Linked DNA regions of Mus musculus: all the other regions are linked to region 1. Evidence: chromatin contacts called from public promoter capture Hi-C data. All regions are on one chromosome and are shown on one strand. Each heading gives the region's core, a stretch centred on a gene start, on an enhancer-like site or on the middle of the called end of the contact. The rest is flanking DNA. Distances are from core to core; before and after follow the strand shown.

Region 1 (3,812 bases), core at 676-3,175:
AGATCCACATGGTGGAAGGAGAGGAATGACTGGGCAAGTCACTTCTGACCTCTACATACGTAACGTAAAATGAGAATAAAAAAACAGGAAAGACAGAGATGTAGTTCAGTGGCAGGAGATGTACTAGACTTACAACCATGTACAAGGCCCTGGGTTTCATCCTCAATACAAACAAACAAACAAACAAAAAGGGAGAGAGAGAGAAGAAAGAAGAGAGAGAGCCAACTCGAGAGCGCACAGAACGGGAGGAAGAGAAAGGAGGGAAGGAGAGAGAAAGAAACCACAAGGCTGAAAATTTAGCTGAAGGTAAAATACCCAAGCAGCATGCCCAAGACCCCAGGTTCAATCCTCTACCGGGGTTCAATCCTAGGTACTGAGGGGGGAAACGGAAAGGGGAAAATCAGGGCTCAAGGGTTCCCTGCTGGGAAGCCTAGTTTGAAGCCCTGTCTGTCCAGTCATATATGCTCTTGCCCATTTTACAGATGACAAAGCTAAGACCCATAGTTATCACAACCAGAAAGCAGAGCTAGTTCCTCCAAGTCTTTACCCTGAGCCCTGGATTCTTTACTGGCTTCCATGGTCTTTCCCGAGCCTCATTCTTCCCTCAACCTATCTGCCTTATTCAACCTAAGCAGAAAACCACAAACAGGATGTTACATGCCCCTTCCAAGAACTACTTCTGCTGAGCCAGGGAAACCCAGGAAGGGAAGGGGGTGGGCACAGGAGCAGAAGGGAAGAACAGCTGGAAGCAAGGCTGAGTTAAGCCCTCTGTGTCCTACCCCACTTCAACCAATACTTCTTTCTGTTTCCCTCAATGAGAATCGTTTCACTCCTGGGAACACATCTGAGCAGCCCCTAGTCCCTACATCCATCCCTCTGCTGTACCCTCAGGGAGCCTCCCGACCACCTCCCCACATTGTTCGTTGTAACCTCCATCCCCCTGACCCCAGCACCTTTGGCCCCGACTCCGGGAAGCTTCACCTGTCCTTCATTACAAGCACCCCTTCTCCCTGTCCAAGGCTGGCCTCCCTTTTTACAAAGGTCGCATCGAACCTCCAAGACCTCTACTCACCTCCTGTTCTGACATCCCCCTCCCAAGTCTTCTTCTCCAAGTCCCTATCCAAAGAACTCTTAGTTCCAAAAGGCCCGTCTTGGAGGTGGAGGTTCCCCTAAATCCAGTGCTCAGCCCTTCTCCCAAAGCTCCCCCTCCTCAAATGTGACGCCTCCAAGTCTACTCTGCACCCCGGACCTCTCCTCTGTGGAACATTCTGTTCAGTTGCTCCCCATTTTCTTCTAGAATCCACTTTCTACTGCTACAGCCCTCTCTCCTCTTGCAGCAGCCTAACTCTAATCCTACAGGGGCTAACTTCCGGCCTCCAGGGTCCTCTTCTTCCCCTGGAGAGCATCTACCCTGGCCATATCCAATTTGCCCCAACACTAGCTCTCCTTAAAACCAGCTCCTTCCTTCTCATAAGGAACCCTCTCTACCCTGTCTGTAGAGTCTCTGGTTCTTTTCCATCATCCCTTCCTCATCTCCAATATCTTCTCCCGCCTCTGTGGTTTCAAAATCACCCCCAAATGTCTCCCACCAAGGCAGTCCCTCCCCTGGACACTCCTTCCCCTCCAAATCCTTTGCTTGGAACCACAAGCACACCCCGCAGCGCAGCATCCAGCCCCTGATCCCCATTCCTGACCCCAATCCCGAGAACCCGCGCCCGGCCCGGATCATCCGCAGCAGGAGGAAGCTTGTCACCTCCAAACCGAAACCCCGGGGACCGTACGTGAACCACCCCCCTCTGCCTGTCCCCGGTACGACGCTCCCCCCGTTACCATGGCGACCCCTGTCTGGACCCCAGAGGCCCGGGTCCCGCTGTAACAGGGCGGCTCCGGCTCTGCTTGCAGTTGTGGGGCCCAGGGCTAGAACTGACTTCCGGCAGGAGAACCCGCCTTCCTTCTCGGGCACGGCCCTCTGGGAGTTGTAGTTTAAACGCACGCGTTGGCAAGGGTGGCCCCGGTCTAACGCCTTCCCAGCATGCTCTGCGACTGCCCTTTTTCCTATCAAGAGACCTAGTCGCCAAATGCGAGTACCAAATGCATTGTGGATGAAGGACTCTGAATAAGGACAATTTCCATAGGTTAAAAGTAGACTGAGTGAGCGTTGCATTTCGGGAAATGTGGTTCTAGTGCTCCTCGATCCCAAAGCTACCAGCAAGGACATGCTGGGAATAGTAGTTTTTTCTTTTCAACTTTGCTTTAAATTATAACATATAATGTGCTTTGATAATATTTCCCCATTATTATTAGCTTACTTCTTTCTCCTCCACCAAAACCCTTTCTTCCCCAAAGTGTTCCTTTTTTCATGTATGTTTTTCTTGCGGAGCGTGTGACCCACGGCATTGATCTGGGGTTGCGGATGTGAGCGTTACTTACTTGGGCATGGGCATCTTTTAACAGAATACACTACTGGGAATATGACCCTCGCACCCTCGGCGACTGGTTTTTAATTTTTTGCTTATTTTATGTATTTGAGTTCTCACCTGCATGTAGGTAAGTCTATAGTATGCCTGCAGTGTCCACAGAGGTGGAAGACAGCATAAGAACCTAGGAACTGGAGTTTGGGAGCCGAATCTGCTAGAGTAGCAAAAGCTCTTAAACACTGAGTCTTCTCTCCAGCATCTCAATCCGTGCCCACCTGTGGTGAAATGCTGATGGGCCTGGTCTCCTACAGGCCTTGAGCAGTAACTCCCAGCTGCTGTAAGGTTTGGCATCATCTCTGTCACGTTCAGAAGGCATGTTTCACTCTTCCCTCCAGTGATTTTTTTTTTCCTTTAAACTCGGGTTTTAAAAAAATATTTATTATATGTAAGTACACTGTAGCTGTACTCAGATACTCCAGAAGAGAGCATCAGATTTCGTTACCAATGGTTGTGAGTCACCATGTGGTTGCTGGGATTTGAACTCAGGACCTTTGGAAGAGCAGTTGGTGCTCTTAACCGCTGAGCCATCTCACCAGCCCCTAAGCTCAGGGTTTTATGTATCCCGGACTGGCCTAGGACTAGCCTTGTAGGGGAGGATCAGTTGGAGTCCTGATCCTGCAGCTTCTGCCACCAAAGGGGCTACAGTATAGGCATATGCCACCACACCAGTCTTAGGAAAAGTAGGTTATTTTATTTTATTTTACTTTTGAGACATGGTTTCTTATGTAGTCCTGGCTGTCTTGGAACTCACTCTGTAAACCAGGCTGGACTTGAACTCAGAGATCTGCTTACCTGGACTTAAGGTATGCACCACTGATGCCCAGCAGAAATAGTGTTAAACAAGTCATTACGCTGTGGACCTAAAAATGTAACTAACTGCCTTTCTATGCTTACGCAGTGCTCTATTTAGTTGAGCTTAGGGATGTAGGTTTTCTCATAAATATAACTACATATGTACATAAAATAAAATAAAGATAGGAATTGGGCTAGACACAGTGTCTGTAAATCCATGGAAGTGTACTGGTATGGATTAAGGCTATCCTGTACTATATAGGGACTCTCTGGCTAGCCTCGACTACAGAGTCAGACTTTGTCTCAAAATTCTAAAACCTGAACGAGGCAAATAGGTCAGTGGATAAAGACAACTGCTGCCAAGCCTGACGATGACCTGTGTTCAATCACTAGAACCTGTATGGAGGAAGGAGAGAACTGACTCTCTCCAGTTGCCCTCTCCAGTTGTCCTCTGACGTACACACAAACTCTCTCTCTCTCACGCATACACACACACACACACACACACACACACACACACGCAAACACACACACACATAAACA
Region 2 (3,812 bases), core at 816-3,315, 2.6 Mb before region 1:
ATCGATCGATCGATCGATCGATCACACGCGGGCAGGTTCAGAGGGAGGGATGAAAACCCAGTGTATAATTTTTTTGTGAGAGTTCTTGGTCGGTTGGTTTATATCTCCCTGGCTTGTCTGGAACTCCCTCCTGAGTGCTGGGATTAAAGGCATGGGCTACTGCCACCACTGAGCTTATCTTGTCTCTCTCTCTCTCTCTCACTCTCTTTCTCTCTCTCTCTGCTATACTTAAACTCTCATTCCACCTGCCTCCACCTTCCCAGTGCTATGTACCCTAACAGTCTTTTTTATGCAGTGTTGGAGATTGAACCTGGGCTTCCTGCACGCTAGGTGAGCACTCTACTGGCTGAGCCACACATCAACCCCTTCCTTCTGCGCTTCTAAGAGCTGTGCGTTCTGTTGCCAGTGGTCTCAACCGCCTGAGCCTCTAGACCACAGGACCCTAATTCTCCCACCAGAGAGCAACAGTGACTATCCCCAGGAATGTAGGGCTACGGCAGGATGAGAGGCCCTGGAAGGTTCCAGACAGAAACTGGAAAGTTCCCAGGACCAGCCTCAGTTTCCCCATTGCTAGGGAGGCATCCTCTCGGGGGTCAACGAACTCCACTGAAGGTGGAACTCGCTGTTTCTACCTTTGGGTGATTGCCAAATGCCTGTGTGGACAGAGAGACCCATCCTGACCTGAGCCTGGCAGGACACACACAGCCTGTGCTGGCAGCTGTGGCTATTGTTCCTTAGCTTCATTTCAGGCTGTCACTCCAGCCCAGGCATTCGCAAACACCCTCCCTCTTCAGACCCTTCTCCCCCACCAGCTTCGTAATCCCCCTACATAAGGGCTCAGAGGTGGAGAGACAGTGGGAGGTGCGTGCCTGCCCCTGCCCTCTCCCTGGCTCAAGGACAGACAGACACCTCCAGAATTAGCCTCCCTCCCTCCCTTATCTCCCATAATACCTCAGGTCAGACAGATGGAAGTGGAGGCAACATGCCTCACCTCTGGGTCACAAGGAGCCCCACCCCAGGAGGAAGAAGGTTAATTAGAAAAGCTGGTGGCAGTGAAGGAATTCCTTCCACACACAGACAGCTGTCACAAGAGCGAAGGAGACGTCCAATTCAACTGCCTGTATGGCCCGCCAGCCTGTTTACCACTTCCATTCTCTGTAACGCATAACGCAGCAGTACACGGCCACAGAAGCCTACCAGATCCAGCCCTGCAGTCCTGTTATTCTGCCCTGGGCTCTAGAATGACTTTACCAAACACCACCTATTTCCCATCCCGTGGGGGCAATAAGAGGTCTGACTCCCGCTTCCGCTAGGGGGCGCTCCTGGGCGAATGTGACTCCTCTGGTTAGGCAGGTCTGACGCCCCAGCTAATGACATGTTGGGGTTCGCTCAGCGGCACAGAAGAGGTTGGAGAGCTGCCCCGGCTTCTCACTCCCTGCCCCCATCCCAAAACCAGAAGGTGGGGTGTAGCGCACACAGCCTCCTGAGAAACCCACGCCCCTCGTGCTTGTCCCACTCTTTTCGAAGACCAGGATCCACTAGTCCAGTGCCACTAATTTTACTCAAACACCTAGTGGTTCGGTGCTGAAGGCAGCTGGAGGGTGACCGGGCGCCGGACCATTCTAGAACGTCCTGATCTCCCACATCTGCCCCAAATACAGAGACCCGGGACCTCAACAGCACCCTAAGACACTTCCAAGGGTCCCCAATTAAAGTATTCAAAAAATTCCAGCTCCAATAACTCCCCAGGACCAAGGGCTCCGAGCACCACTAAGAGCAGATGTCCAAACCCCCTATCCATCTGCCCAGTAAAGTCGGCACCCCAGTTCCTTCTTTCCAGGGATCCAGGCGTGAGCTCCCCACACTATTCCCCTGGACTTAAGGTCCGAGTTTCCAATAAGTCTTCCCAGGAACGCGGTATCCGGTTCTGGGGTGGCTGGACCCTGGGTGGGGGTGGAACTCACGCGTCGGGGCAGATCCTGGCACCGGGGGGCTTTTCCTCGGGCTCCGGCTCCGGCTCCAGCGGCGGGGAGCGGAGGACGGGGCGGGGCAGTCGCCTGGGAACAGGTTAGACGACGTGACTCTGACTGGAGGGAGGCGTGTCCCTCGGAGGAGGGGGAACTGCGGTTGCCTGGAGCACCTTGGGATTTGTAGTCCCGAATGGGCGAGGCGCCGCCAGGGACACTTCCATTTGGAGTCAGACGCGATCCATTTGACAGTCAGCCAGAGCTAGGTCCAGAAGATCATGGACGTCCTGGACGGCGAAATGCACAAGAATTTAGACCCTCACCTCACTATGGGTACAAGGGAAGAACCCCTGAGCCCTTTCCCACTCCTCCAGGCTCAGTGTCCCCTTGCCTGAGTGAAGATTTGGACACTTAAGGAGGAGATGGGAGGCGCGGAGAAATTCACACGACCAATACTATGGCGAGAAAAGGACCCACCTTAATCAGGACTCCAAGCCCCGGGTTATCTGTCTAAATAAAACAAAAAATAAAAATAAGGGGCCTCTAATCCTAGTACTTAAGAAGCAGAGACAGGCGCACCTCTGAAAGTTCAAGGCCATCCTGATCTACACAGCGAATTCCGAGCCAGCCTGGACTACATAAAGAGACCCTGTCTCAAAAAAACAAAACAAAACATCACAGCATTGGCGATTTACTGGCGTGCCTAGCAACAAGCTGAACTACAATCCCCAGCAGACTCCTGACCGACGTCCATCGCCAGCCACCTTCGAGTTATCTGGGAATTGGAGTTTTGAAGCCCACAAAGGGCGAGCCCCAGAGTTTCTCGCCCACGCGCGAGGGTGGACACATAGTCTGGAGATTCCTGGCGGAGGGAACACTCCTTCGTAGCCTTGGTGACCTCTGTTCTCAAAAGCCTCAGAAGAAGGGGGGAGCATCCCAATGCTGGAGGAGTCTCCAAAATCTCCGCAGAAGGGGCGGGCAGCGACGCTGACACACCGGCCAGGAATGCAGTCGAGTCTCCCTGTCTCGCCACCGTCCCGCGGCTCCACCCGCCACCCCATGCGCTGCAGTCCTGCTGGGAGGGGGCGTGGGCACGTCCCCCAAATCCCACGTGCACGCGCCGCTGTTTACTTGGGCCGCGGAGCAGACAGGGACCGACCAGCTGCACCTCTACCTGCCTCGGAACCGTGAGGAATACTTCCCATTCCGGACACTAAGTCCACGAGGACATCTACAAGTCTTCCCTGACACTAACCCTCACCCCGTTTCAAGCCAGGCTCTGGGGCTCTGGGGTCCGAGGCTCCTCCCATGACTCTGCAGACTCCTCCCCCTCAGTTTCCCGCTTCCCCTAGACTTCAGAAGCTCCGCCTCTGATTGCTATTAAAATGCTCCGTTCGTACACTTTTCTCTATTTTCCGACCTGGTTCAGTTAAATCTTCCACGTTCGCTGCACCAGGGACTTCCGAAGATACACTCTAGCTTTAAAAGTACAATCGTGACAACCAGAATTCTTACCTAGCTTTTGCAAGAATGCTGCAAATAGATCTTCTGTCTCTTTAAAAGCCGTGGCCTAGGCGAGTCACTGCCCCTTTAAGACGGTGTTGGAAGAAACCACGTGAGCAAAGTTGTCGGGGGAACAGGCACCCTAGATCCGAGCTAGCTTGCGTTTCTGACGAACAGGGAACTGATTTCCCCCTGCAGGGCATCGTCGAGAAATTATTTAATCCTATGCTGTGTGAAATTTAAGAGTGGAGGTTATCCGGGTTCTGCAAATAGTGACAGCGCCGAGCCACGGCCCAGCTCTCCTACAGGACTTGGATGCTTCCGGGTGCGGCTCCACCCCTT
Region 3 (3,812 bases), core at 354-2,853, 2.6 Mb before region 1:
CACACAAATGCCCTGGCAAGTACACCCCCAACCCACACTACATAAAGAAATGTAAAAACAAAGCAAAATAATAACAGAAAAAGGTCAGATCCAAATCCATAACTTGAAAACCCAGAATACTGCTTATACAAAACCCATAGCTGAGTTTAGTGTTGTGAAATGCACCTGGAAGTTCCTATCACTTGAGAGATGGAGACAGGAGGATTGCTGCAAGTTTTAGGTCATAGCAAGGCTCAAGAAAGAAAAAAAGAAAGAAAAGAAAAGAAAGAAGGAAGGGGGGGCAGGCAAGATGGCTCAGTGGGTAAAGGTACTTGCCAGCTTCGTGACCTCACTCAGTTCAGTCCTGAGGATCTACACAGTACAAGGATAAAATCAAGTCCCACGGGTTATCTTTTGCCCTTCACAGGAGCTTCACAGCACTCATCCATGTGTGTACAGACAGCACAAAGACATGTTTTAGAGGCCAGAGAGATGCCTTCTCAGTTAAGAGCACTGGCTGCTCTTCAAGAGGATCTGGATTCAATTCCAGGTCTAGGGGAGCCAATGACTTCTGGCCTCTGCAGGTCTACATGCATGTAGTGCACAGACATACAGGCATGCAAAACATCCACACAAAAAACAAAAGGATGTTCCATTGCTATAACCTCAGCACTTGGGAAGTGGAGATGGGAGGAACTGGATTTAAGGCCAACCCTAGCTACACATCAATTTCAAGGCTAGCCCAGGAAACATGTGACCCAATCGAAGACCCAAACTAAACAAACAAAAGCTATCACTGGCCATTGCCCAGCTGCCAGCCTCTCCCTTAACCACCCTGTCATGCCATTTTACCAACGGGCAAACCGAGGATTGCAGAGCATGGCAGGTTATTTTTCCAAAGCAACCCAAGCCTAAACTCACACCGTAGTCCCAGGGATCCTTTTAACTCCCAAGAGCCCCCAAGTCTTCGCTCTTACCCCTGCACAGGGCACCTCTTCTTCCTCCAGTGGGATAACAAACTTCCTCCTGGTGGGTGGTCCTGAGGGCTGTGGCCGACTTTCCTCGTCCTTCCCAGGGTCCATCTGGGGCCTGAAAGGCGTGGCGACATCGTCGTAGGCATTTCCATATTCCAGAGGGAAACTCTGGCTCACAGTGGTATCCCCACCCCATCCCACAAAAGGTTGCCCGGTTCGCTAGCGTTAGGTTCCAGAGGACCAACCAGTGGGCCCGCCCCTTTCCTCCTTCTCACTCCGGATTGGTCTACGGGTCTTATAGCCCCGCCTACCTGCTATTACTCCCGCACGACACTCGCTCAGAGGCAATTGGCCCCGCCCCCAGGGGCACACCTGGATGCTTTCGCCTCGCCCAGTCCCGGCCTAGTCTCAGCCTCCGCAATGATTGGCTTCTTCCGCTGCCAATCATCAATCCCCGGCCTCCATCCACCTCCACCCTGTCCCTCTCGGTCCTAGCTCTGCGTCTAAGCACTGCCAAAACTCACCTGGTCTTTCCCGATGCCTAGAAGGAAATACCACGGGGGGAAACAGAGGCGACACAACGCCAGCACAGCCAGCACAACTCCTGCTAGACTCACTTCCGGCCGCTCTGGCCCTTCGCTCGTCTCGCTGCTCCCCGGAGGAGTTAGAGCGGGGAACTCTATTCGCGCTGCTCTCTATGGTCCTGGAGGACCGCTGTGGTTTGGGGCGGATGGAAGCTTGTGCATCTTGGTACCTGGGAGACTTTGACTTCAAGTAGTTGTGTTCCAAGGCCCTCTTGAGCGCTTCCCAGACTCCAGATCCGGCTCAGTGATGATCAAAGGAGGTGGGGGAGGGAAAGGAGGAAAGGAGAGAGAGACAGAGACAAAGAGAGAGAGAGACAGAGAGAGAGAGAGAGAGAGAGAGAGGAGGGAGGTGAGATTTCAGAGGACGCCCTCCCTGTAAGCGTGGGTGGACTCAGCCCACAGACATTGACTCACTCATTCTAAGCCATTCCCCACTTGCATCCCAAGCAGGGACTGATACCGACAGCTGTGGCTTAAAGTCCAGTGGGACAGTCAGACAGGGACAACCCAGAGCGGGCAGGGTCGGGAAGGGAGAGCCCAGAGGACATTGAGCCCGTGTTAGGGGGCACCTGACCCAGCTGGGGTGTGAGGACGGGCTTCCTGAAGGAAGGGACACCTGTGTTCCGAGACCTGGGCCCCATGAATGACTTAGTATGACTCATTTCCTGGAAGGACAGTTTCACCCCGTTCCAACTTGTAGTTCTGTGATTGCTAAGGAAATAGTTTAATGGTCTTATATATTTTTTGTTCTTGCTCATTTCCTTTGCCTATTCCTTTTAACAAAGATTGGCTCATATCCTTTGCCCATTTTTTCGAAATGAGCAATTCAACGGTTTTTTAAATTAAAAAGGGGGAGGAAAAGGAGATGAGCATCTTTTGATTACCGCCCATTTGTTGGAGTGATGCTTAAGGGCTGATGCTGTTAGTCACTTCATTAGGCTGCAAATCTTTCCTTCGAGTTCATACTTTTAAAAATTCTCCATTTAAAATTTTGCATGCATTTACCAACGTATTCTCCATTTTCTTTTGGTCTTCGTGTATTGAGAGAGGGCACGCCCAAAGGTCATCATATGTAATCCCTCTATATCTTTTTTAATGTTTTCCTAGTTGTGAGGTGTGTGTGTGTGTGTGTGTGTGTGTGTGTGTGTACAAGCACATGCCTACGCTGTGAATTCTAGGCAGAGACACTACTATTGAGCCATGGCCCCAGGCCTTTGGAAGTGTGATACAAAACAGAACTATTAATAGTAGCCAGGCGAAATGGCTCACACATTTAATCCCAACACACGAGGCAGAGACAGGCGGATCTCGGTGAGTTCGAGGACAGCATGACCTACAGAGTGATTTCCAGGTCAGCCAGAGCTACAAAATAAGATCCTGACTCAAAACTAGTTAATTTATCAAATTTAATAGTAAGTAACCGTTGATCCTAGGAAGGAAAGGGGTTGAGCTGCCAAGGAATCAGAGTGCCGTGCATAAGCCTTGCCATTAGAGGGCGCGCCTGAACCGTGTGTTCTGTGAAGGAAGCGCTGACAGAGGCAAGTTCCCACTGAATGCCTTAGTTTCTCTACCTGGAATCATTTGCTGAGGTTAAAAGGGTGCAGTAAGACCGCAGTGAGTGGTGGCAACCACCAGCACGCATGTAAACCCAGCACCGAGAACGCTGAGGCAGGAGGACTGGAGCAAGTTCCAAACTAGCTTATGTCCTACTTAGTGACTTCCAGCCCAGCCTGTGCCACAAAGCAAGACCCTGAACAAAACAAACAAAAAAACCAAAACCTCTGGATGTATTGGTGTCAACCCTAACACTGGAGAAGCAGAAGCAGGCGATCTATGTGAGTTCAAGGGCAGCCTGATCTATACAGTGACTTCCATATCAGCCAGGGATACATAGGAAGACTCTCCCACTACCCCCTCCCCCATGAAAAAAGAACCAGGGACTGGAGAAATGGCTCAGAAGTTAAGAACACTGACTACTCTTGCTGAGGACTAGATTCACAGCATTCACAACCATCTGTGACTCCAGTTGCAGGGGATCTGACGCCCTTTTCAGACCTCCTAAGGTACCAAGTACACAGAACACTCATACACATAAAACAAAACAGAATTACATGCCATTTAAAAAATAAAATACAAGGACGCGTGTCTCTGAATCTCTGAAATGTCAGAGAGCGAGCGTGTGTGAGATACCAAGCTAAGTAGAATCCTAACTCCGTGTGTGAGATGTGTTTCTCCCACAGGGCAAAGGTATCCCAAGTCTTGAACCTGCAACTCT
Region 4 (3,812 bases), core at 404-2,903, 2.6 Mb before region 1:
CCAACACTCAAGAGGTAGAGGTCATCCTGGCCTACAGAATGAATTCCAGGCCAAAGGTGGTACATAATGAGACCCCATCTCAAAAACAGACAGAGAAAGGAGGAGGGCAAAGGGTAGAAAGAGGAGGGGATGTTCACAATAGGGGGAGGGGATGTTCACAATACGTGTATATATATTCTTTCCTTCTGGATGTGGATAGAACCCAGGACTTCACACATGCTAGACATTCATTCCACTTTAAGCTACATTCCCGCCCTCACATCCCCTTTTGTTTAAATCATTAATATTGATATTATTATTATTATTATTATTATTACTACATATGAGTACTGGTTGTTTTCTGTCTTTGCATGCATGTGGAGATCAGAGAACAATTTTTAGGAGTCATTTTTCTTCTTCCACCGTGAGTCCCAGGGATGGGACTCAGGTTGTCAGGTATGTGTAGCAAGCTCCTTTACCTGTGAACCATCTTGCTGGGGCTGATACCTGCTGATTGCTAAACACATGCCACCGATTATATTAATGCACTAGTATTTTATTTATTTATTTTTCGAGACAGGGTTTCTCTGTGTAGCCCTGGCTGTCCTGGAACTCACTCTGTAGAACAAGCTGGTTTCGAACTCACAGAGATCTCCCTGCTTCTGCTGGGATTAAAGATGTGTGCTGCTGCCGCAGCTGCCACCACCACCAGACACCACCAATTATTATTGTTCAATTATTATTGTATACACACTTTCTTTTCTGTCTCCTGAGCTAAGTGGGAAGGAGAGGCTTCCAACACCATCAAGCCTGAAGAACTCACCGGGTGTGGGTTCCTACCTGCTCCAATTCTGCAGGTCCCCCAGATTCAGGGACCCGGAAAAGCCACCTATCCTTTGCTTAGCTATGAGTACTGAAGTTTTAGATCAGGGAGGGAGCACATTTTCCAAGCTCACCGAGTCACACAGAATCCGTGACAAAGCTAGTGGGGAGGGGACTGCATCCTTACCCATCCCTACACCTGGAGATATCACAGACTCTCCAATTCCTCCTGAGCCTCAGTTTCCCCACCTAGACTGATTATACCCCTCTCGCCAGAATCTGCACTGGGGACCTTGCTCTTTTTCACCAGCAGGGGCGCTGCACCGGTTTGGGGAGGGTGGGGTCCCAGGGGTATAAGCAGACCTGGGATCTGGAGTTGCACCTTCTCCAACCCGGGTCAGCAGGGGCCTTCTGAGGGAGTTTAGGCGCCTGTCAATCTCAGCCTCCGGGACAGCGTGGAACTGCGCAGGCGCGGGCGGGTTCCGCACAGCGCAACAGCGGGCGCGCGCAGGAGCGAGGGATTCCCTCTGACGTAATTGCTAGGATACCAAACAAACACTGGGCCGCGCTGGCCGAGCTCCTTATATGGCTAATTGCGTCACAGGAACTCCGGGGAGGGCGGGGCGGGATCCCCTCCCGCGAAGCCCCTCAGAACGCAGCCTTGGGGACCCCCGAGACCCCCAGGGTCACACTATGGGCAGGTGGCAGGTGCACGAGGCCCTGGAGGGCGCCACAAGGAGCTCAGTCGGCGGGAAGGGAGAGTTTGGGAGGTTTGTGCATGGAGTTGCGGGTGACGCAAGCGCGGGGGCGGGTCCCGGAGGCATAAATTCAGCCCGGCAGCTCCCGGTTTCATTCATAAGACTGGAGCGGCTACGCCGGGGACACGCGGAGCCGGGGCTTGCTGGACTTGACTACTGGTGACTCTTTCTTTTTCTTCTTCTTGGAGGCCGTGAAAAATTTATATATATATATTTATATATATTTTTAAACTGGAGAGAAAGTTTTGTGGGTTTCCTTTTTGCAAGACTCTTTCTAGATCGTTCTTCCGATTCGTCCGGAGGATAGACTTTCTTTCTGTGGGCTTCTGGATCGCGCCCCTCTGCTCTCCCTCATTTCTTGGGACGCTTCGACAGGATTGGAACTGCATCTGAAGCGCACGCTGCACCGCGGCACTGCCCGGCGGGTTTCTGGGCGGGGAGCGATCCCCGCGTCGCCCCCCGTGAAACCGACAGAGCCTGGACTTTCAGGAGGTACAGCGGCGGTCTGAAGGGGATCTGGGATCTTGCAGAGGGAACTTGCATCGAAACTTGGGCAGTTCTCCGAACCGGAGACTAAGCTTCCCCGAGCAGCGCACTTTGGAGACGTGTCCGGTCTACTCCGGACTCGCATCTCATTCCACTCGGCCATAGCCTTGGCTTCCCGGCGACCTCAGCGTGGTCACAGGGGCCCCCCTGTGCCCAGGGAAATGTTTCAAGCTTTTCCCGGAGACTACGACTCCGGCTCCCGGTGTAGCTCATCACCCTCCGCCGAGTCTCAGTACCTGTCTTCGGTGGACTCCTTCGGCAGTCCACCCACCGCCGCCGCCTCCCAGGTAAGTTTTAGATCGTAAAGATTCTACTTTAGTGGTTGGGGGGGGGGGTGTTTCTTTCAGGCTAAAGTGTAGATTGAGCATCCTCTCAAATAGAGACGCGCCAAAACCCAGGATCTGGGATTGCAATAGTTCGGTTTGCACTTTGGTTTTTTGTTGTTTGCAAACTGCAAAGAATGGAGTGATGTTTGCAAAAGGTTATTTGCGCGGAGCGCGGGAAAGGAATGCAGCTGGGCAAACGTTGGCGATGCCCGGTGCAAAGTATATACCCGGTGGTTAGCAGAAGCTGAGAACTTTTAGCCGAAAGCCGGCTCCCTAAGCCGAAGCTAGGCAAGTAGGGGAAGAAAAAGAAACAAAAAATTCCAGAGAAGCTTCCAGGAGCCTCCTCCTCTTCCCTCTTCCTTCAAAACGCGGACTGCAAGTCCGCAGTCACCCTCCACCCAGCAAGAGTTAGGGCCTCGAACCCCGGTCACGCTGCCTCCGCCTCCTGCGCGGAGACGTAACGGGGGACCCGTGCGTAAAGGCTGACGCGCTGGAATCCTCCGTCTGACGCGGGGCACGCACAGCGCGCAGCGCCCCCTCCGCCCGCCCCGCCCCTGACGTCCCGGGCACGTTCTATTTTGGAACGCCGAGGCCACGTTGCTAAGGGAGGGGGCAGCGTGGCTTTGTGATTGGCTGTCGCGGCGCGAGCTTTAGCCAATCAGCGTTCCCTTCCTATTTGTAGAGCGTAGCTCCCTTCCTTGCTTTTTGTGGTTCTTCCCGTGCTGGGGGTCTCCAAGAGGGAGAGCTAGGGGATTCTTGTCGCGATCGGGGGACTCGTTGTCACCCCATGGGTCTGCGAGGACCTTGTGTGGACCTGGTCCTGTTGTCATAAGCTAGAGGCTTTTGGCTGAGTGTTAGCGCCTCTAAGGGGGAACTGAAGGCCTCATCCCTTCTCCAGGCACACATATACGTGCTCCCTGAGCTCTAGACACTCAGTCCTTCCGAGGTGTTCAAACACTAGATGAGCTAGCCTACGGAGAGGCAGCCAGGTGGTCTCTAAAAGGTCTGCCTTCCCTTAGTTCCCAGGGCTCTGATTGGCCAGGGATTCAGCCCTTCCCTCGCCACGCCCCCTAGAGTAGTTAAGCCTCTAGGATTCCACTTGCGGGAAGGGGGGGGGGGGGCGTGATGGACGCTTCTTGGGTTCGGGGACGCAGATCCTATGTCACCCCATCCCCTGCAAGACAGTCTGAGAGATTCTCGCTGTCACTTTTCTCTGCCTATCAGTTCACTGAAACCTGTCAGTCTCACTGGGGAAGAGACAGACACTCGGAAGGGATGCTCTCAACTCTTAGGCCGGTCCCCCAACACCGTTGGAACTGGGATCTCCGCCCCTGCGGGAGCCCTCATGCAGTGGGGGGTGTGTTTGTGTGTGAGTGGAGGA
Region 5 (3,812 bases), core at 531-3,030, 2.5 Mb before region 1:
TTGGGAAGTTTCAGTCCAGCCAGCCAGCCAGCCAGCCAGCCATCCATCCAACCATTCATTCACTGAGCACAGGTTATGTGGCAGGCACTGTTCTAGGTCCCAGAGGGGTTACATTATGAGCAAATTAGACAAAACTCCTGACCTCATAAAGTTATACTTTGTGGAAGAGTCCATAAAACATCAAGTCAAGCTGGGCGTGGTGGCGCGCGCCTTTAATCCCAGCACTCGGGAGGCAGAGGCAGGCGGATTTCTGAGTTCGAGGCCAGCCTGGTCTACAAAGTGAGCTCCAAGACAGCCAGGGATATACAGAGAAACCCTGTCTCGAAAAAACCAAAAACAAAAACAAAAACAAAAAACCAAAAACAAAAAAACATCAAGTCAAACAAGGTAAGGGGGATGGAGTTCCTCTTGACACAGAATAGTCCCCAAAGCTTTTCTGATGGCATCAGACCTCAGATGCCTCGGGTTCTGCCTTCCAGACAGAGGGGAAGGTCAGTACAAAGTTTTTGAGGTAGGCACTGTGATTGGGACAGGAACAGAGGGGTGTGAAGGTGTGAATGGAGGAAGGGGGCAGATTATAGATAAGGACAAGAGAGGTGGGGCTGGCTGGGGACAGGCCTGCAGGGTCTCCCCCTGGTGATTTCAGCTGAAGACGAGATCTTTGGGCGCTAGGAGGAGGGGAATGAAACTAAAAATGTCCGAGTGGCACATTCTCAGAACTTGGGCATCTGGATACCCAAGACGTGCAAGTGGCTAGATCTGCTAGCGTCGGCATCCCCAGCTGTCAGAACTACCCTGTGTGGGACGCACGGGTAAACACCGACTGCCAGAGCCGATGTCTCAGAGTGGAGCAGGATGACACAAGGGGCTTGGAACCAGGAAGCCAGCCCCTGGAGCTAGCTTAGGGGCTCTTCACACAAGAGAGCCTCGACAGCCTTCGAAAATGGAAACCCTACCCCGCACCTCCGTCTCATTTCCTCACCTGGGCAACCAGAGGCCTGAAGAGGAGTGTGATCTTCTGCAGGGTTACTACTGAGTGGAAAAGCCCGCTAAAGACTCAGACTTGGAACGAAGCCAGGGATGACTGTTTTCTTAGGACAGGGGTCGGACACCCAGGGTGATATTGGGAGTGCCTTCTGGGCAGATCATGAGGGTGAGATGCAAAATGTGTGCCGAGGGGAGTCGGATCCTTCTATTTCATCCTGACTCAACCCGTCAGCTGAGGCCAGCACCAGGGCCGGGGACAGCTCCCCACGAGCTTGCTCCTTCTCACACTGGGCGGGGCGACCCAATCCAGCGCCCAGCGCGCACCCCCAACACGCGATCTCGATGACCCCCCCTCCACCCCATTGCACCGGGTCCTCCGGGTCAGGATGCCCCAGTTGCCTCCAAAGCGCGGGGGGGAGGGGAAGGATTCCTTTGTCTCCTTCCCGGCTTCCCGGCTCTCCCTCGAGCCCGCTCGCGGAAGATGGAGACCCTAGGAGGACCCCACGCGGTTTTCTGTGCCCCACACCAGGCCGGAGCCTCTCCATACTCACTGCAGTGGGCGAAGACCGGCAGGACCTGCCCCATGGCCCCCCTCGGGCCTGCATCGGGACCCCCGCCCACTCCGGCCGCGCCGCCCTGGGCCTGGGGCCACGGGCGCTCATCTCCGCCGCGTCGACGACGCCGCCGCCATCCTCCCGGGCTGCTTTAGCAGCCGCCGCCGCCACCGCCGCCACCGCCGCCGCCCTCTGCTCCACTCCGCGGGGGAGGGCGGGGCCGCAGAGGAGCAAGCACTGCAGCGCGGGGGCCTGGGGCGGGGCCTAGAATTGAAGGCGGGGCTTGAGGACCTGGAGGGAGGGACCTCCGTTTTAATGGGAGGCGTCTGGGTTTCGGAGAGCGGGGCCTTTAGGAATGGGGCGGGGCTTGAGCGGTGTGCAGCGCGGGAGAGAGTGCCCAGAATATGCATACTCCGATGTAAGGGTGTTGGGGCAGTTTTAGAGATGGCACTGAGAGAGGGTGGGATATGATGTTCTGGGGTAGAGTCTGAGGCTAGACTTGGAGATGGCGTGGAAAAAGGGGGTGGGGAAAAGAACTAAAACTTAAAACTTATTTTCTGCCAGGCTATGGTGGTGTACACCTTTACCGGCGCTTGGGAGGCAGAGGCAGACAGATCTCTGTGAGTTCAAGGCCAGCCTGGTTTACAGAGCGAGTTCCAGGACAGCCAGAAACCCTGTCTCAAAACAAATAAACAAAACTCGTTTTTTTCTTTTTTAAAAAAAGGTTTGTTTATTTATTTTATGTATGTGAGTACACTGTAGCTGTCTTCAGACACACCAGAAGAGGGCATCAGATCCCAGTACAGATGGTTGTGAGCCACCATGTGGTTGCTGGGAATTGAACTCTAGACCTCTGGAAGAGCAGACAGTGCTCTTAACCACTGAGCTGTCTATCCACCCCTCCCCAACTTATTTTCTTTAAAGATTTGTTTGTTTGTTTATTATGTACAGTGTTCTGCCTGTATATATGCCTGTATGCCAGAAGAGGGCGCCAGATCCTCTCATTGTATATGGTTGTGAGCCACCATGTGATTTCTGGGAATTGAACTCAGGGCCATCTCTCCAGCCCTAACATTTAGTTTTACAATTATTTGTGTGTGTGTGTGTGTGTGTGTGTGTGTGTGTGTGTGTGTGTGTGTATCCTGTGGAGCATATAAGCAGGTCACTCTGCTCCAGTCACACGTTCATACCCAGCAAGCTTACTCTTCAGAGTAGGAGCTTTGGGAAGTTTCCGTTCATTCATCCTTTCAATAGTCGTCTATAGAGCATGTGTGGTAAGACAGGTACGTAGGCCCCAGCGGGATACCGATAAACAAGTGAGACAAAACTCCTATTCTATCCTGCCTCTGCCATATCATCAACACCTCTTATGGGCAGTTGTGGCCAGCACCAGGTCCCAGAATTCCCTCTTTCTACCATGTGGGTTTGGGGGATGGAATTCAGGTCACCAGGCAAAGGGCTTTTACTCCATTGAGCCTCCTTGCCCAACCCAAAGCACTCAAAACTTTTAAGGCTCAGAGAGGAGCTTAGACATGGGTGGGGTTGAGGCAACAGCATAGAATGATGTAATAGATGGGATCTGAGCTACAGATGTGGTCTGGAAAGGCAGCGTGTGAGGTTGGTAAAATGACCGTGAGCAGGAGATAGGACAGCTTTGATTTTTAAGCTATTGTTATTATAGTTAAGTTGGTTTTTGTTGTTGTTGCTTTGTTTTGTATTTAAGACAGGGCTTTATGCAGCCTAAAATGGCTTTCAACTCCTGATCCTCTTTCTCCCACCCCAAGTGCTGGGATTACAGGCCTGTAATACCATGTCTGGCTTGGAGGCCATCTTTGATCAGAAAACACCCAAAAGGCAGAAGCAGGAAAATCAAGGAGTTCTAGGCCAGCCTTGGATACAATAGTGTTTGAGTCCAGCCTGGGCTACATGAGGATCTGTCTCAAACAAACCACAACCAAACAAAAGGGCTTGGGAGGTGGCGCTCAGCCCACATAGGTGTAGAGCTTTGGTTTAGGCAGTCTACGGTCAGAGGAGGTCCTTTAGTCCAAGACGTGGGTTCTAGAGTTGAAGTCTCTGCCACTGAGCTGAGTCCCAGGAGATCTGACACCGTTTTCTGACCTCCAAGCACACATATGGTACATATGCATGAAGGCGGAACACCCATACACATAAAATAAATAAATTTAAAAATAACCTATAAGAAAAAAAGCCAGTTAGGGTGGATAGGCAGATCTCTGAGTTTGAGAGCCTGGTTTACATAGAGATTTCCTA
Region 6 (3,812 bases), core at 564-3,063, 2.4 Mb before region 1:
CTAAGGTCTGAGATGACAGAGGCTCACCATCATGCCTGGCAGTTGATTCTTCTTTCAAACCTTACTCTATCCTTATATCTTGTCATCTGCCACCATGGTACATCCAAACCTTGGCCCTTTCTATCCGCAACCTAAACTTCAATCATCTCTCTCCATGAACCTCCGCCCCACCCCACAACATCTCACTGTAGAAGCCTGGCTGCCCCAGAACTCAGACTTGTCTCTGCCTCCTGAGTATTGGGAGTACAGGCACGTGCCACTATGTCTAGTTTGTGTGTGGTTAAGGACCAAACCCAGTACCCACAGTAGGTAAGTACTCTGTCCACTGAGCTAAATCTGCATCCCAAGAACTGGGCTTTCAATGCATCCTACTGTGCTACCTACTGGCATTATATCTTTCCTGCTCAATTCTCCATCCAAACCTGATTATCTAAGGTGTATGTACCTATTTATTACTCTATGGCTTTCCTACTCCACTCTTTTTACAAGCACCAGGGAGATTCCCCCACCCCCTTGGAGGCAAGGACCTTTTATTTACCATGTGTCTTAACTTACAAGCAGTCTACATAGTATATGCTCAATGAATAAACACGCACCAAACCACTGTAGTACCCTGCTACTCTGACAGTCTCTAGTTAGGTTCTCTAATTTATCCTGGTTACGTCCCATACTTTTCACTATTTCTAACAGTTCTTCCTTCCCCGCCAAGCTCTTTATTCATAAGACCACTTCCATTTAAAATTACTATTACTTTTGGAAGCGGTCTCGCTATGAAGCTGGCCAAGGCCAACTAGCGAACCTCCTGCATCAGCCTCTCGAGGCCTGGGATTCCAGGCATGTGCCATCAGACTCAGCTTTCCCTTTATGGTTCCTTTCCACAAGACTCAGGACCTCGGAGAGTCTCATGCCCGTTATGGAATAAAGCTGTCCCCTCTCCGGAACTCAAGATCCGAGCGAGGCCCCAAGCCCGATCTCAAATACCCCAGAAGGAAAAACATTACTTTTGCCCGAGGAACTCTACCCTCAGCTATAAAAACACCCCATTTCGACCGTTATTCAGCTAAACTGTCCACCTCCATCTCCACGGCCCCGCCAAAGCCCAGCCCGGCCTCACATGGTGTAGGTTTCGCTCGCAGATCACTCCCGCCTCCAAGCGCGTTGCTCCAGCCTTTGGCGTACAGGGCGAGAAGGGCGGGACTTCCGTCTCCTGCGGCTCACTTCCGTCGGCGCCTGCGCAACCAAATACCAGCGGCTGTGGGCGTGGCCTGTTACCATAGCGACCCTTCAGGCTGCACTCTCCTGTAGAAAATGCCTATAAGGAGGATTTGAAGCTTCTGAGGATCACAATAGGGTGTCTGCTCATGAGGAAAATAATACGGGGTCTGACTAGAATTATTTTCCCGTCAAACCGTCCAGTTGGAAGATGGAAAACACAACCCCATTTCCAAATACCCTCGGACACTTTTCTTGAGGGCATGGCTTCAGGTAAACCAATCGGCTCCTTGTTTTAGGGATGGATGCCGCCCCTTTTTTCCTTGAACGACAGTTTCTTGATCGACTTCCGTGAGGGGCGTGACCCCGCGCCTTGGAAGGTTTCGCACATTCGGACGCAGCCCATTGACTGGTCCTCTTCCGTGGAGGCGGGCCTTAAGGTTTCCGCCCTCCTTTTTGGGTGGGGCGGCGCTTAGGACAGCCAATCGCAATCGTCTCAGGGAAGGACGCAGTTACTCTGCTTCTTTATTGGGTTTTGTAACCTCAGCGAGGCGGATCTTGGCCTAAAACTCAAACCACCATACCGGGATTGGTTTCAGAGCAAAGCTACCATGAGTCCCGGGAGCCGCGGGCGGCCCCGGCAGCGGCTCGAGGATCGTGGCCTCATGAAACCACCCTCACTTTCCAAGCGCCGTCTTCTGCCGCGAGTGCAGTTCCTGCCCCTGCTGCTGCTGGCGCTGGCTATGGGCTTGGCTTTCTATATCGTCTGGAACAGCTGGCACCCTGGGGTTGAGGAGATGTCACGGAGCCGGGATCTGCGGGTGAGCCCTGGCTGGTGCCCAGCCAGCGTCATTTCCCTCTTTCCCTTCGTATTGAGTCTCAGGTTACCGTGGTCTTATCATTTGGCTTTTGCCGCCTGTGCCATTTATCCATGACTTGAGCGCGTGCCCCTACCCAACAAAATAAGGCTTCAGGCTTGTTTTGTGATAGACCCCACTGAAGATGACGAGTCCTCATAGCAACACTGGTAGAACTGAGTTCTATGCCCAAGCCATCTATTTAGAAATTTCCATCACCCGATTGCAATTTCCTCGTTAGGACTGCGGTAGGCTGGACCAGATTTGCTTTGAAGATTTCTCCCAGTCTAGGAAATCTTTGATGCTGGAGATTTGCATTACCAGGAAGAGCCAGGACTCCTAGTAGGCAACGGCGCCCAGGATAAGGTGGGAATGGGGTTGTTTTCATTTTTCTTTTTCCCATCCCATTTCCCAACCAAGGTCCCGCTGATCGGAAGCCTTTCAGAAGCCAAGCTGCGGCTGGTGGTAGGGCAGCTGGATCCGCAGCGTCTCTGGGGAACTTTCCTGCGTCCCTTATTGATTGTGCGACCCCCGGGTAGTTCTGGCAATCTCCAAGTGAGAAAGGTAAAGGGTTTTATTGTCAACCCCCAACTTCCTTTCCCCAGTTTGTCAGGAAATGGAACTCAGGCTCCGAAGATCCCAAAACAGCCAGGAGGCAGAAGTGATCTGATGGGGGTCGGGGGACAGAGATGGGGAGTAGGCGGGTAGGGGAGTGGTGGTGGTGGTGGCTGCAGCGGCAGGTGAACCTGACTAGATTCTCTTGGTGGTACACAAATCCCGCACTATACGACCCCCACTAAATATTATCCTATATTAGGCAGAAGCAGTGTACTCTCTGGTGAGGTCTGAACTAATATAATCTCCACTATACAGATGAGGAAACTGAAGTTTTTACATTTTGTCCAAGTCCCACAGCTAATTAGAATTAAAATCCAAGAAGGTTGGCTTCAGAATTAGTGGTGTGGTGCCATTCAGATACTGTGTTTAGGATCCACTTTAGTTGGACTAACTTCTTAACCTCTTTGGGACTCAGCTTCCTCATCTTCAAAATGGGGACAGTCACTGATATCGTTGATTTCATAGGGATCCTAAAACAGGCTTGGCAGATAGTGAGAACGTTTTAAGAGGAACTTAGAGCATGTCCCCACATGCTTAGAATCATGCAATGTGAGGATGGGGGTGTGGCTCAATGGTAGAAAGTTTGCCGAGTATTCACCAGTGGGGGCTGTGGCTGTGGCTGTAAAAGCATCATTCAGGAAACCCGGGACCGACCCTCAGCACCATGGAGAGAGACAGGAAGAGGGAAAGGGTGGATGTGAGTTCCTTGAAAGCTGGCCTACATGTGATTTTGGAAGCATCAACATGAGGGGAGAGAGGGAGAGAGAAGCGGGGGAAGAGAGAGGGAGAGGGGGAGAAAAAGAGAAGGTGGGGAGAGAAACTCACTCCCCACACCTGGGTGTAGTGGTGGTCTGGGTCTATAATCCTATCATTCTGGAAGCAGAAGCATTATCTGGAGTTCCAGCCTAGGCTACACAGCAAGCTGGAGGCTAGCCTGGACTACACAGTGAGATTCTGTCTCAAAATAAGCCATGGCAAGTTTTGTTGCTACCGAGAAGTATGGTGGTTCTACATCTGGCTCCCAGCAGAAGTCAGTGTCGAGGGAACAACATAAACCAGAGTGGGACTTTCTAGTCACCCCGACTGCTCTGCGTGGCTCCAGTCACAAGGCCCTTCTCCCCACCT
Region 7 (3,812 bases), core at 422-2,921, 2.4 Mb before region 1:
TATAATCCCTGAAATCAGGATATGGAGACAGGAGGATCAGAAGTTCAAGGCCACCCTCAGCTACACAGTTTTTAGTTGAGTCCCTGTCTCAAAACAACAACAAATAATATCTGGGCACCAGTAGTGATAAACCTCAGCACTCTGGCTCCTGAGGCGGGAAGTTCAAGAGTTAAGAGGCCAGCCTGAGCTACACAGCAAGTCCCAAGACAACACATGTGTACTATATGCACTTAGTCTAAGCACTTTCCAAACATTATCTCCCTAAACTCTCTAGCCTACCAAGGTTATGGATCTCATTTAATAGCTGGACAGATTTCCAAGCTCAGGTCACAGAAAAGACTTAAATCCTATCTGACAGTTGTTCTGGCCGGGTGTCTCCACCAAAGCAGATTCTGACCCAAATTGCAATTGTACATTTACCATTTAATGTTGGCTGACATGGAGAAGATTGCTTAAACTCTCCGTGCCTCTACTTGCTTCCTGTGAAATGAAGATCTACACTTAAGGCACCGCCTGAATCCAGTGAGTTAATACACACACAGCTGAAACCGAACCTGGGCATTTCTTAGAAAAAGATGCTAGCAATAAAGGGGTAGGGCTGGGGACGGGGGTGTCCCCTGCATAAACTGTGGTGTACATAGGCTATTGTCAGGTTTTGAGAAAATGTCTGGGGGGCTGGACTGAAGAATAGGAAATCTTTTAACAACTTGAATCCAGTCAACATTCCTGGGACGGGAGCTTTCCACCAACAGCTTTGACGCTGGGACTTAACTTTCCTAACAAAAATATCAATTTTTATGGAACCTCCCTTTAGCTATCTTCAGAATGGCCTGCTTGTTCTCACCATACATATAAGGTCACAAGAGGGTTACAGAGAGACCTGTGCAGGTCACAAAAGAGAATAAGGAACCTGAAAGCTGGACTGCCCACACAAACCACTATATCTAGATACGACCGGGGCTAGAAGGGTGCTAAAGGTTGTCTCTATGGACCCCATCTGGTCATATCAACCCAGAGTTCTGTGGCTGTCCAGTTTATTGGTAGTTTTTGGTTAGATTAAGACACGATATTGACAGCCACGCTCCTAACTCACGCACCCTACAACGCCTCCTGGTCCTAGAAGCTAACCTGGACCATCGATGACTTCTACCTCCCATCTCTTCAACTGGCCTTGCCGCCCCACCTCGCAATCCCGCAACCCAACCCAATGCATCCGTGGTTAGCCTCTCCCTTCACTCATTTATCCCGGACTCCTATGCCTTTCCATATAACCAGGCTAACTAACCTCCCTCGAAATTACCCACTCAGGGTCTCTGATCTATTCAGCCAGGACTCCAACTCCGCGCCTCACTCCTCCAGCTCCCAATCCCCTTGATAGCTGATTCCAAAGCTCGACTCTCTCCACCTCCAAGACCCCTCCCTAGCCCCCATTCTTCTACTTCCTCGGGCTCCCGTTCCTCTCAATCCCCACCCACAGTGATCTCCCCACACCCAGCCCTTTCTTTAGCCTCAGTTTGCTTCCTCTCGAACCCAAGTCCTGAACACCCCGCTCATACTCTCAAGCACCCGCAGGACCCAGCTTGGGGCTCTCACCATCTCCCCGCGCTGCAGCTCTCCCGACTACGCGGGTTTCCCCCACTCGCTCCTCTCCAGCCTCCCCTTCCGGGTTCTGGCCCCGAAGCCCACTGGGAATTAGAGTACGGGCGGCCATGGACTACAGCTCCCAAGATGCAATACGGTAACTTGGAGGTGGAGTAGGAAACAAACTAGGCGGGCTGAGAGACAGAAACTCTAATTACCAGGAGGCTAAGGGCACACTAAAATACGCAGGCGCAGAAAATTCTCCCGCGAGGGTATCTGGGAAATAGAGTCCAGCCGCCTCCATTTTGGCCCGAGGCCCTTGAAAAGAGAATCGAGGCTACTTCAAAGGGACGTTAGCGAGGGATGAAGAGTTTAGGAAGAACAACTTTATTGATTTATCATGTTAGTTGACAAATAATTAATAATATATGAGTTTTCCCAAACTTTCTCTCCCATTTCTCACCTTCATCTCACTCCCCACACTTGCCTACCACCACCTCCTAATTGGCAAATAAAGAAAACAAGATATCGAAGTGAGGAAAAGCCCAGGCACTATGTTCACATCACAGGTAGAACAGAGCCTCCAGAAGGGCAGGAATCTTGGCAGCATTTCCAAAATGTACGGTTTGAATCTGCCGTGGTGGCACACACTTTTAATCGCACCATTTTGGACGCCGAGGTTAGTGTACCTCTGTGAGTTTGAGACTAGCCTGGTCAAGGGTATGAGACGCTGTGTCAAAAAATAAAGATGAAGCTGGAAAGACTACTCAGAGGTTAGGAAGACATCGCTCTTGCAGAGAATTTGCATTTGCCCCTGAAGATGCCCCTAGAAGCCCCTGTCTAAAACTCCAGCTCTAGGGGCATCTGATGCCTCTGGCATCTGGGGACACCTGCGTGCAGTATTCCTCCCCCCCACCCCCCCAACATGTATACCTAGTTAAAACTAAAATGCTTTTTAAAAATAAATTGTGTAGTTTGTAACCTGAGTTACAAGGTAGTGCATTCCTTGCGTTCCAGACAGACCTGAGACAAAACGGTTACAAGTAGTAGGCAAGCCTGGGCTATATAGCAAGACTGGATCCACACTCAGACACTAAAGGTTACTTTGTTTGCAGCTACAGGAACTGGCATTTCCATGGGGTCTACAAAGCCTCGTTTCAGGGAAAGGTGGCGAAGTTAGCCGCCTGAACAAGGTACTTGACACACAGTGGTCTTTAAGCAGATGCGCCCTAAAGCGAAAGGGTCGGATGGGGACACAGGAGGGCCAGCAGGGGGAGTACAGACACCTCGCGCTTGCGGACACCTGGCAAATCCTGCTGGGGTCTGAGGTAAATAGGTCAGGGGGCGGGGCAAAACAGAGGGCGTGGCCTGAGGAAAGGGCGGGTAATGGAGCAAGAGCTGATTGGCTGATGCTGCGAGCGCGGGAGCGGGAGCACGTGTCGGAGCTGTGGCCCGTGCCCTGCCCCGGGTGCGCGTGCGCACTCGCCGCACTGCCCTTTTCCAACGCTCCTCTGCTCGTGCCTGGCACCGCGTGGCGGGAACGTGGAGGGGGCGTGGCCTCGCCTCAGGCGCTCTGGTGCCTTCGCGCCACAGCCTCGCGCCCTGCCATTCTTCGCTCGGTCTGCGCGTCGGGAGGCACGCGGTCTGCATCCCTGGGACCCCGCGAGCCGCGGGAGCCGCGCGAGCCGCTGCCGGAGCCTTCAGACTGTCGAAGCGTGAGCCCAGTGCCAAAGCAGAAGTCGAGGCTTAACGCCATATTGCAAATCTTGAGGTGAGTGCTGGTGACCAACGGGTGTGGGGCGGCAGACGCCCTGGCTCTAGCTGGCTTGAGGTAGCGGGGAGATGGTGAGGAGTCGTCAGAGTCACACCCTGCGGCCGTGACCCCCTAGGGAGCTCTAGGTCGGATGGAGAGGGACCCCAGAGCTCGAGACCGGTTTGAGGGTAGACTTTGTGTTTGAGGGAATCCAGGCTGGGTTTCTGGAAAGTTATTAGTGGCGTTTGAGACATGGGGTCTCCTGTTCGAGGCTCGGCTTTTGGAAGCTGAAGACGGGAGATCTGGAAATCTTAGTTTGGGGTTCCAGGGGTTACGTTCGGAGGGTCAGAGGTCTAATTTGACAGGGTTGGGGCTTTTCAGTATCAGTGGAGACCATCAAAGCAGGAAAATAGGCTCTGGAGTGGGCACGGCTTGGGTCTTTGAGAATTAATTTTAAAGCCTGGAGTCGTCGTGCTAC

What was found. Promoter capture Hi-C pulls out the DNA fragments that hold promoters and counts their contacts. Capture Hi-C pulls out chosen DNA fragments and counts their contacts.
Region 2: a promoter capture Hi-C map of liver shows a contact between it and region 1, with 5 times the contacts expected there. The contact joins the promoter of Ppp1r13l here to the promoter of Ap2s1 in region 1. A contact is called at or near these places in 1 of 39 promoter capture datasets (liver) and 2 of 115 datasets of contacts at active chromatin or transcription factors (astrocytes and large pre-B cells).
Region 3: a promoter capture Hi-C map of liver shows a contact between it and region 1, with 6 times the contacts expected there. The contact joins the promoter of Ercc1 here to the promoter of Ap2s1 in region 1. A contact is called at or near these places in 5 of 39 promoter capture datasets (the C10 cell line, cranial neural crest, hippocampal neurons and 2 more) and 1 of 115 datasets of contacts at active chromatin or transcription factors (large pre-B cells).
Region 4: a contact with region 1 is called in a promoter capture Hi-C map of pre-B cells, with 7 times the contacts expected there. The contact joins the promoter of Fosb here to the promoter of Ap2s1 in region 1. A contact is called at or near these places in 2 of 39 promoter capture datasets (liver and pre-B cells) and 1 of 115 datasets of contacts at active chromatin or transcription factors (stem cell-derived neural progenitor cells).
Region 5: a contact with region 1 is called in a promoter capture Hi-C map of liver, with 4 times the contacts expected there. The contact joins the promoter of Rtn2 here to the promoter of Ap2s1 in region 1. A contact is called at or near these places in 2 of 39 promoter capture datasets (liver and pre-B cells).
Region 6: a promoter capture Hi-C map of pre-B cells shows a contact between it and region 1, with 7 times the contacts expected there. The contact joins the promoter of Qpctl here to the promoter of Ap2s1 in region 1. A contact is called at or near these places in 1 of 39 promoter capture datasets (pre-B cells), 1 of 484 Hi-C or Micro-C datasets (B cells), 1 of 115 datasets of contacts at active chromatin or transcription factors (kidney) and 1 of 9 other capture datasets (adipose tissue).
Region 7: a promoter capture Hi-C map of liver shows a contact between it and region 1, with 2.9 times the contacts expected there. The contact joins the promoter of Fbxo46 here to the promoter of Ap2s1 in region 1. A contact is called at or near these places in 3 of 39 promoter capture datasets (hippocampal neurons and liver), 1 of 484 Hi-C or Micro-C datasets (B cells), 2 of 115 datasets of contacts at active chromatin or transcription factors (kidney and stem cell-derived neural progenitor cells) and 1 of 9 other capture datasets (liver).

What each region holds. Positions count from the first base shown.
Region 1 is chr7:16,736,557-16,740,368 of GRCm38.p6, reverse strand. It overlaps Ap2s1 (adaptor-related protein complex 2, sigma 1 subunit), which reads right to left and starts at 1,925. Exons shown (of 5, transcript NM_198613.2): 1 at 1,831-1,925. The coding sequence starts at 1,833.
Region 2 is chr7:19,359,469-19,363,280 of GRCm38.p6, reverse strand. It overlaps Ppp1r13l (protein phosphatase 1, regulatory subunit 13 like), which reads right to left and starts at 2,065. Exons shown (of 13, transcript NM_001010836.3): 1 at 1,965-2,065. It overlaps Cd3eap (CD3E antigen, epsilon polypeptide associated protein), which reads left to right and starts at 3,798. Exons shown (of 3, transcript NM_145822.2): 1 at 3,798-3,812.
Region 3 is chr7:19,342,862-19,346,673 of GRCm38.p6, reverse strand. It overlaps Ercc1 (excision repair cross-complementing rodent repair deficiency, complementation group 1), which reads right to left and starts at 1,603. Exons shown (of 10, transcript NM_007948.2): 1 at 1,478-1,603; 2 at 957-1,068. The coding sequence starts at 1,061.
Region 4 is chr7:19,307,886-19,311,697 of GRCm38.p6, reverse strand. Fosb (FBJ osteosarcoma oncogene B) reads left to right here and starts at 1,653. Exons shown (of 4, transcript NM_008036.2): 1 at 1,653-2,392. The coding sequence starts at 2,267.
Region 5 is chr7:19,280,592-19,284,403 of GRCm38.p6, reverse strand. Rtn2 (reticulon 2 (Z-band associated protein)) reads right to left here and starts at 1,780. Exons shown (of 10, transcript NM_013648.6): 1 at 1,539-1,780. The coding sequence starts at 1,572.
Region 6 is chr7:19,147,197-19,151,008 of GRCm38.p6, reverse strand. It overlaps Qpctl (glutaminyl-peptide cyclotransferase-like), which reads left to right and starts at 1,813. Exons shown (of 7, transcript NM_026111.3): 1 at 1,813-2,033; 2 at 2,490-2,633. The coding sequence starts at 1,824. Snrpd2 (small nuclear ribonucleoprotein D2) reads right to left here and starts at 1,171. Exons shown (of 3, transcript NM_026943.1): 1 at 1,115-1,171. The coding sequence starts at 1,116.
Region 7 is chr7:19,117,718-19,121,529 of GRCm38.p6, reverse strand. It overlaps Fbxo46 (F-box protein 46), which reads right to left and starts at 1,671. Exons shown (of 2, transcript NM_175530.3): 1 at 1,594-1,671. Bhmg1 (basic helix-loop-helix and HMG-box containing 1) reads left to right here and starts at 3,186. Exons shown (of 13, transcript NM_001370811.1): 1 at 3,186-3,352.